Linked DNA regions of Gossypium hirsutum: region 2 is linked to region 1. A link is a contact called in public Hi-C data. All regions are on one chromosome and are shown on one strand. Each heading gives the region's core, a stretch centred on a gene start, on an enhancer-like site or on the middle of the called end of the contact. The rest is flanking DNA. Distances are from core to core; before and after follow the strand shown. Region 1 holds the start of LOC121218314 (formin-like protein 13). Region 2 holds the start of LOC107901597 (leucine aminopeptidase 1).

Region 1 (3,527 bases), core at 634-3,133:
ATGAACTCATGCTTTGCCTAAAGTTTGTAGCAAACTACTTTAGTTCCAGATGAGTTCAGATCCGATACAATCCTAAACCTACTTCGAATCCCATGGGACTCTTTTTCTGGTACACCTAATCTACTAATGATAATGGTGTTTGGTCATTCATGAACCAGCTGATCCATCAAATTGTAAACCCTGCAATATTGTTGCTCAATATGTTAATCTCCTAAACCAGGAAAAAATCCCAATTCATCTAGCCCCACATACGTGAATATAATATAAGTTCTCTCTTACATAAATGAATAAAAAAATGGTAACCAAGATTAGGTTTACAATCAAGACTTAATTGTTCAAATGTCAGGATTTAGGAACATATATATAGATATAGATATAAGAAGATACTCTGAATGTTTTTTCTTTAATATTTTTTTAAGCAAAGTACTGGCAGATTAGGTCAATCTAACATGGCGGCCAAAAATCAACAGCAATTGTGCAGGAAATTTCCTCTATATTATTACTTCTTCTGTTAAATAGGGAATATGTTGAAAAATAATGATTCACCATAGGAATGAGCACTTGTGAAACTGAAAGTGATGGCTAACAGATACAGAAGAACACAAAAAAAGCAATGGACCCCAAGGTCTTAAAAATATCAAAGCATAGTAGGAGAAGATTCTTCAGAGGCAACTTCATCAAAAGCAATGTAATATAGTTCTTTATTGTGAACATGGTGGCTTGTTGTCATTATTGTCTTCATCAAACGCCAAATCCATGAAAACCTCCTTTAGATATTGTCATCAACATCAACAGCAAAGAGATGTTCATTAGCATCTTCCCAGAGAGATTCTAAATGACCAAAAAGTTGTTCTATCAACCATTTTAAAAAGAGTCACTTGGCTTTTGCATGATTTTTCTTTTTGGTAATAATATATCGAAGTTCTAATCTAACATCAACAAAAGAAGAGCAGCTTGATGAACTAAAGTTGAACTGCTGCCAATCATACCGGTCCTTGATTCTCTTGAATATACATAGGCTGCTTGAAGATTGGCATCCTTGGAGAGTATGATGGGATGAGGACACTGATATCATGGCAGAGGATCTCAACCATGTCAAAGATATAAAATTCAGCATTCTCCCTGTCTCTTAAAGGACATCGAACCAAAGAACATAAACAAGATGTTCTGTGAGAGAATGGGCAAAAGGTGATTCATCTATATATGTAAATTGTAACAGCTAATAGTGGTCCACATATATACATATGTAACAACTGATATCTGGTTATCAGCAACTATCTCCAACCATGAAAGGAGGAGCAAAGGCACCCTTGTTTAATGAAATTCTCATCAACACAATCTGGCTCAGGCCCAGAAATTCATTCAGCAGGTCCACTATGGCAAAGCATTATTTTTTAGACCATATTCAAGGCAATTTATGCGTGCAGCTTGAAGCATGAGGTATGGAAGGGAGTCTATAACATCCTTAAGGTGCAGTTGGTTCATATTATCTTACATTACATCTCGTAATATTTAAATTAAAAGTTTCTCATTTTCTTTACGGTGAAAAAGTAGATGTCCTAACTTAAAACTATATTTATTATAATTATTCATTTATTAGTATATGAATTATGATTATAATTACCATTTATAAATTTATTTTGACATCATATAGTTACTTATTAATATATAAATTATATAAAAACAATAATGATCACAATTTATTATAATTGTATGAAAAGTAAGACCAAAAATTTTAAAAGAACTAAATTTATTTTTTTAAAACACAAATTATTGCCAAGAACAATTTAGTAAAATTTGCTTTTTGTTGACTTTACATTCCGTCAACTAAACACCACAATCCTACATTCTAGTCAAATGAAGCAAATAGTAAGATACCGACATTCGACCTAGTAATTCTATTACTAAAAATAATATTACATTCCTTTAACTAAATGTCCCTTTAATGTAACATAACATATAGGGTTCATACTACACTAAATGCTAACCAAGCAAGCACAAAGGCTAACAACTCTGAGCTATATAAGACAGCCATGCATACAAACTGATAGGACTCAATCTACTAGGAAACCACTCAGCCAACATCATTTAGCTCAAGAAGCTTAGTTCATGTCCGAGATAAATTTGTTCTCATAAATCCATGTGGTTTATTTTTTGGCAAAACGGTTCACATTTGATATGGTGAACTAAAATAAAAAAGACTAGCCACTTGTCCTCTTGAAGTTCTTTCAGTCGATCATATTGCCGAGCGTTGTTCCAAGTATAAGGTAAGAAGTTAAAAGGGAAAGACTTCCATTTAGAGCAACATGGTGGCTTAATTGTTCCTAGCTTTAAAAGTTACCTCATGTCATATTTTGCAAGCAAAATGTTGTCATACCATCTGTATGTTCCTTGATTACACTATAACTTCGTACTCTCGGGGTGAACGATTCATTTTCAGAATTTCGTAGTTATTGGAATCATAGATACTAATAATTTTTACATAAGAGACTGAGACAGTATGAAAACCTGAAATTGAATTGCCATACTCAACCGGCAATGGCGTTCAAAACAAGTAATGTGTAGAACACTAAATACATCAAACTAACAAAACTAAAACCAGCAAATGAACTAGAAACTTTACTTAATAGGTCATAACTTGAACTTATTGAATGTAATGGAAAAGATTAAAAATGAGAGAGAAAGTTCTATACCTGGAGAAGAATGGAAAACAATAGTTTGACTCTTAATGACTTGGACCCTCAAAATCAAACCAAAAAAAAGAAAAGAGAGGTAAAAACAAAGAAGATTTGATGAGTCATCGAGGAAACAGAGCATGCCAAACAAAGAAACATAGAATTTGAGATTTTGCAAGCCACAGGGTAAGAAATGCAGAAAGCAAGCAACTTTAGAGCACCCTTCCCTCCTTTAGCCTGTAGAGGGTTTTTTAATCGATGGAGGAAATGTTACCAATAAGTGAAATCAAATGTATAAAGACAACAAAGGGAAGACTGGAGCAGACTCTATTCCATTAAAGTGTAACTGTAGGTGGTGGATACTAAGATGGAGAATTGGTCAAATAAACTATGCGTAATTGAGAATAAGGTTGAGCAAAAGGGTAGACTTAAGATATTTAGAAAGTGTTTAAGAGAGTTAGAATTTCCAAAATGTCAAAAAGTTGTGAAGACTCGTATCTAGAAAAAAAAAAGAAAACCCAATCCTTTTTTCCCACAAAATAAGAAAACCCGATAAACAAGTGATTTGTCGGCGAGAGACGGTGTCCACGTCAATAAAAGGATGAGCTGGTGAGTGACAAATGACATATTTTGCCTCTTACTTGTCAGCTACAAAGAAAGGTGAAACCTTTTTTGGTGTATTGCATAAACAAGGTAACATTACCCCTCTTTTTTCTCTGTTTTATCAAAAACCCAATCATTATTTTGAAGTTTACTAGAAAAACAAGAAAAAAAAAGGCACCCACCAAATCGTTTCCTTCAACATCAAGCCTGAAAGATTTAAAGAAACTGTTTACTTCAAGGGCAAGCTCT
Region 2 (3,527 bases), core at 465-2,964, 170 kb before region 1:
ATTCAGCTTTCTATACTTGATGAAAAGCAAGAATAGCACTCATACATACCGGGGGTAAGTACATTGGCTGGTGAGTTCACAAGCTCTCTTCCAAATACTATGGCAGAAGAAACATCTTCAGCATACTTGAGCTTCTTCTCCAAATCTGGTCCAGTTCCAAGACCAAGGATATCCAAAGATTTAAGCTGTGGTTTCTTTGACTCTGACTTGTATCTATTATCTTCGTGTATTCCCAACACCGCTCCTATGAGAATGCAAACCATTCAACATTGATCAATCTCAATCTTTGCAAATAATAACATCAGTCATGATATTAAGAAATCATAAGAGCATTACCAGATGCTATTGCTGAAGCGATACCAAGCTTGGACTCATTTGAGAGGCCTTCTGATGAGGCAAGGACCACAGCCACACTATTGGCTTGAGCAGTCTTTGCTGCTGCAGCAACAGCCTCGCCGAGTCCACGGAAAGCAGATGGTGATGAAGCTGATTGTCCAAGACCAATCAAACCAACCCGTTTCGAGCCCAGGCCGGGAAGTCTAAGAACTGTTGATTGGCCAGATTTCCCCGTGAAATCCTCCTCGGAGGAGACCTCAGCTAAAAGACCACCTAACAGCCTGTCTAATTTCTTCAAAATTGAGTTTTGAAACTTGGAGTTTTCATCCTTGGTCATGTCTTTCTCAGTGACACCAACAGCAAGCATGTCCCCTTTCCATTCTCCCACATCGATCTCTTTTGCAGCAAATGCGATCTTTCCAGCATTTTTCACAAAAGAGACAACAACCATTTTAGTATCATTGTCTTGGAATTTCATTACAATGAAACACACACAAAGGAACAACCTTTACATATTGAAACCAAGAATGAAGCCAAGGATCTAATTAAGATTATCTTACCATATAAATATTAAATACTGACAAAGTTTAGTTATAGCCCTCAAAGATCAATTCTTTAGAAAACAAAATTATCTCTTTTGCAGCAAAACCTATCTTTCCAGCATTTTTAACAAAAGAGAGAACATCCATTTTAGTATAATTTTTTTGGTATTTCACTAAAATGAAACACACACAAAGAAACAACCTTTACATATTGAAACCAAAAGTGAGGCCAAGGATCTAAGTAAGATGACCTTATCATATGAATATTAAGTAGTGGCAATTGAGCCTATAGCCCTCAAAGGTCAATTCTTAGAAAACATATCCTAAAAACCTACCAAAAAGTTCACCTTTTTTTTTTCTTGAGAAAGATAGATATCCCATTAGCAAAAGGGTAAAAACAATTCAACCCAAAACTCTCAATCCAAAACCCAATTTTTTTCTTAATCCCAAGAGAGCAAAAAAAGAGGGGTGACCTTGGGGTTTTCGATGTTGGCGGGCTGAGTAAGACCAAGATTGGCGGAAGCGAGAGTATGTGCCATAAACTTGGCTCTTCGAGAACACAAAGGAGCAACTGCAAAAGAAAATCTAAGCCTTGATGAAGACCGTAACTTGTTGAAAATCAAAGACGAAGTAGAAGAAGAGTGAGCAACAGATGAAGCTAAAAGAAAAGAAGGCAAAGACGCTACAATGGTGGCCACCATTTTTTTCAAGGTGGGGTAGTCTATGTTATTTATAATGAACCCCCCAATCTCATGAGCTTCAAAAGCATTGCACTTTTTAAACTGATTGGTGCATTGACACCATTTTCTCGGCCATCCCATCTGATCTATTCTCACCTTTTGGGACCTTATGCTATAGTTCTGGGCTCTTGATGTTAAATTCTTAAACTTGTTTTCAGTTGGGCTTCATCAAAAGCAAGTCCAAATAGCTTAGGGCCTATGCCAACATCAAGCTCCTTTGCAGGTGCTCACTAATATAGCAGATTTTCCCGGAAAAAAAAAAGAGCCAGAAACTCTACAAAACCTCCCAACAGCACTAGCATATGGAATTACTGCACTGGTTGAAAGGTTAGTATTAATAAAGTTAGAAACTTTCTTGCACCATTTGCTTAGATCAATGGTATTGTTGTTGCAATCTGTGTATTAGCTCATGATTTCACTTGATACGGATGTTTGAAGTAAATACCCTTTTACAAAATGAAACTAATGCACCTTTGCAAAACCTTTGAGAGATTTTTAGCATACCCTTTTGCAAATGGTTGTTGATATAGCCCATGCCATCATCCCCTGATGAAATAGTTGGAAGGAGGCAGAAGAGAAATAGCTTTTTAGAAAAGAAATGAACTCACTTTGTATTAAACTTTATCTTCTTTATATTGTCTCTTTCCATGCTTCACCACTATTTGTATAGTAGTTGGAAGAATATTGGATTCAACATATTCATGTATCCTAGTTAAATACATGCATGACTACTAGATGCATCTTCTCCAAATACATTTGTTGACACAATTTTTTTAATGAAACGGGGTCGACTTGGATTTAAAAAAAATGAAAAAAATGGGAGTCGCCACCGATCTTTTTTGATGAGGTGTGATCGGATCACCTTGAAAAGTGGTTGTTTTTAATAAACAATTTAATTTTATTAAAACATCCAGTTTAGTCCACAAAATTCAGAAAAATGGGTTCGAGAGTCGGTTACGTACGAGGAAGGATTAGCACCCTCGTAACGCCCAAAATTGGTACCTAGTTGATTAGTTAATGTCATAATGTCAAAAATTGATAATTTTGAAGAATTTTAAAAATACGATCCTTGTATTAAAATGTTGAAATTTTTTTTTAGGAAAATGGCATATTTCACGTTTAATCGAGAAAGAGAATTATATCCAGTAAGTTAGAACACAATGTCTTGAATTCCCGAAATGAATACCGAAAATTTAATTATTTAAAAAGATGTTTAATTATCTCGGGTTTAGAAAATGGATCATGCCCAGTAAGTTAGGACATGATCTTTTCTTAGTTCCTGAGATCGTTTAAAACTTAAGTTCGAAAATATTCGCATATTTAGATTTATTGGGAAAATCAAAACCCAATAAGTTAGGGCACCACTTTCTCGAATCTAAACACGAAATGTCATTTATTTAAAACAAGTTTTGACATATTGAGTAAAACGAAACACGAAATTGTAATAAGAGAATGTGAAAACAAATTACATTGTTGATATGCATGGCAAAACCATAATGAATACAAAAGTATATGAAAAAAATAATACGAGCAATAGCAATCAAAATAAAATAAATAAAAGAACAAACCAACAACTCACAAAATAACAAATGTATAAGCAAATAAAAATAAAGCATTCTCTTAAAATAATCATGAGAACTTAAATAAATAAGTAAATAACAAAATGATTAAAATTATAAAAATATAAAAGTATATATATATAATAAAACAATGTAAATATGTACATATATGTAAGCATATAAATAAAAATAAAAATAAAAATATGAATACGTATATGGATTTACATATATATATGGATTATAAAACATAAAAATATGAGTAATTATATAATAATAACTATAATAAGACACCTACACTTTAGACTTAAATAAGTAAACACAAACAATAATATATTAACAATAACAAACGA

What was found. Hi-C and Micro-C count contacts between places; a contact is called where the count stands out from the background.
Region 2: a contact with region 1 is called in a Hi-C map of leaf, with 2.4 times the contacts expected there. The contact joins the promoter of LOC107901597 here to the promoter of LOC121218314 in region 1. A contact is called at or near these places in 2 of 34 Hi-C or Micro-C datasets (both in leaf).

Annotation. Positions count from the first base shown.
Region 1 is chrD06:22,666,790-22,670,316 of Gossypium_hirsutum_v2.1, reverse strand. It overlaps LOC121218314 (formin-like protein 13), which reads left to right and starts at 1,883. Exons shown (of 19, transcript XM_041095375.1): 1 at 1,883-3,368. The coding sequence starts at 3,296. It overlaps LOC121218315 (a long non-coding RNA gene), which reads right to left and starts at 1,629. Exons shown (of 2, transcript XR_005914546.1): 1 at 990-1,629; 2 at 389-767.
Region 2 is chrD06:22,832,481-22,836,007 of Gossypium_hirsutum_v2.1, reverse strand. It overlaps LOC107901597 (leucine aminopeptidase 1), which reads right to left and starts at 1,714. Exons shown (of 10, transcript XM_016827661.2): 1 at 1,352-1,714; 2 at 337-751; 3 at 50-244. The coding sequence starts at 1,699.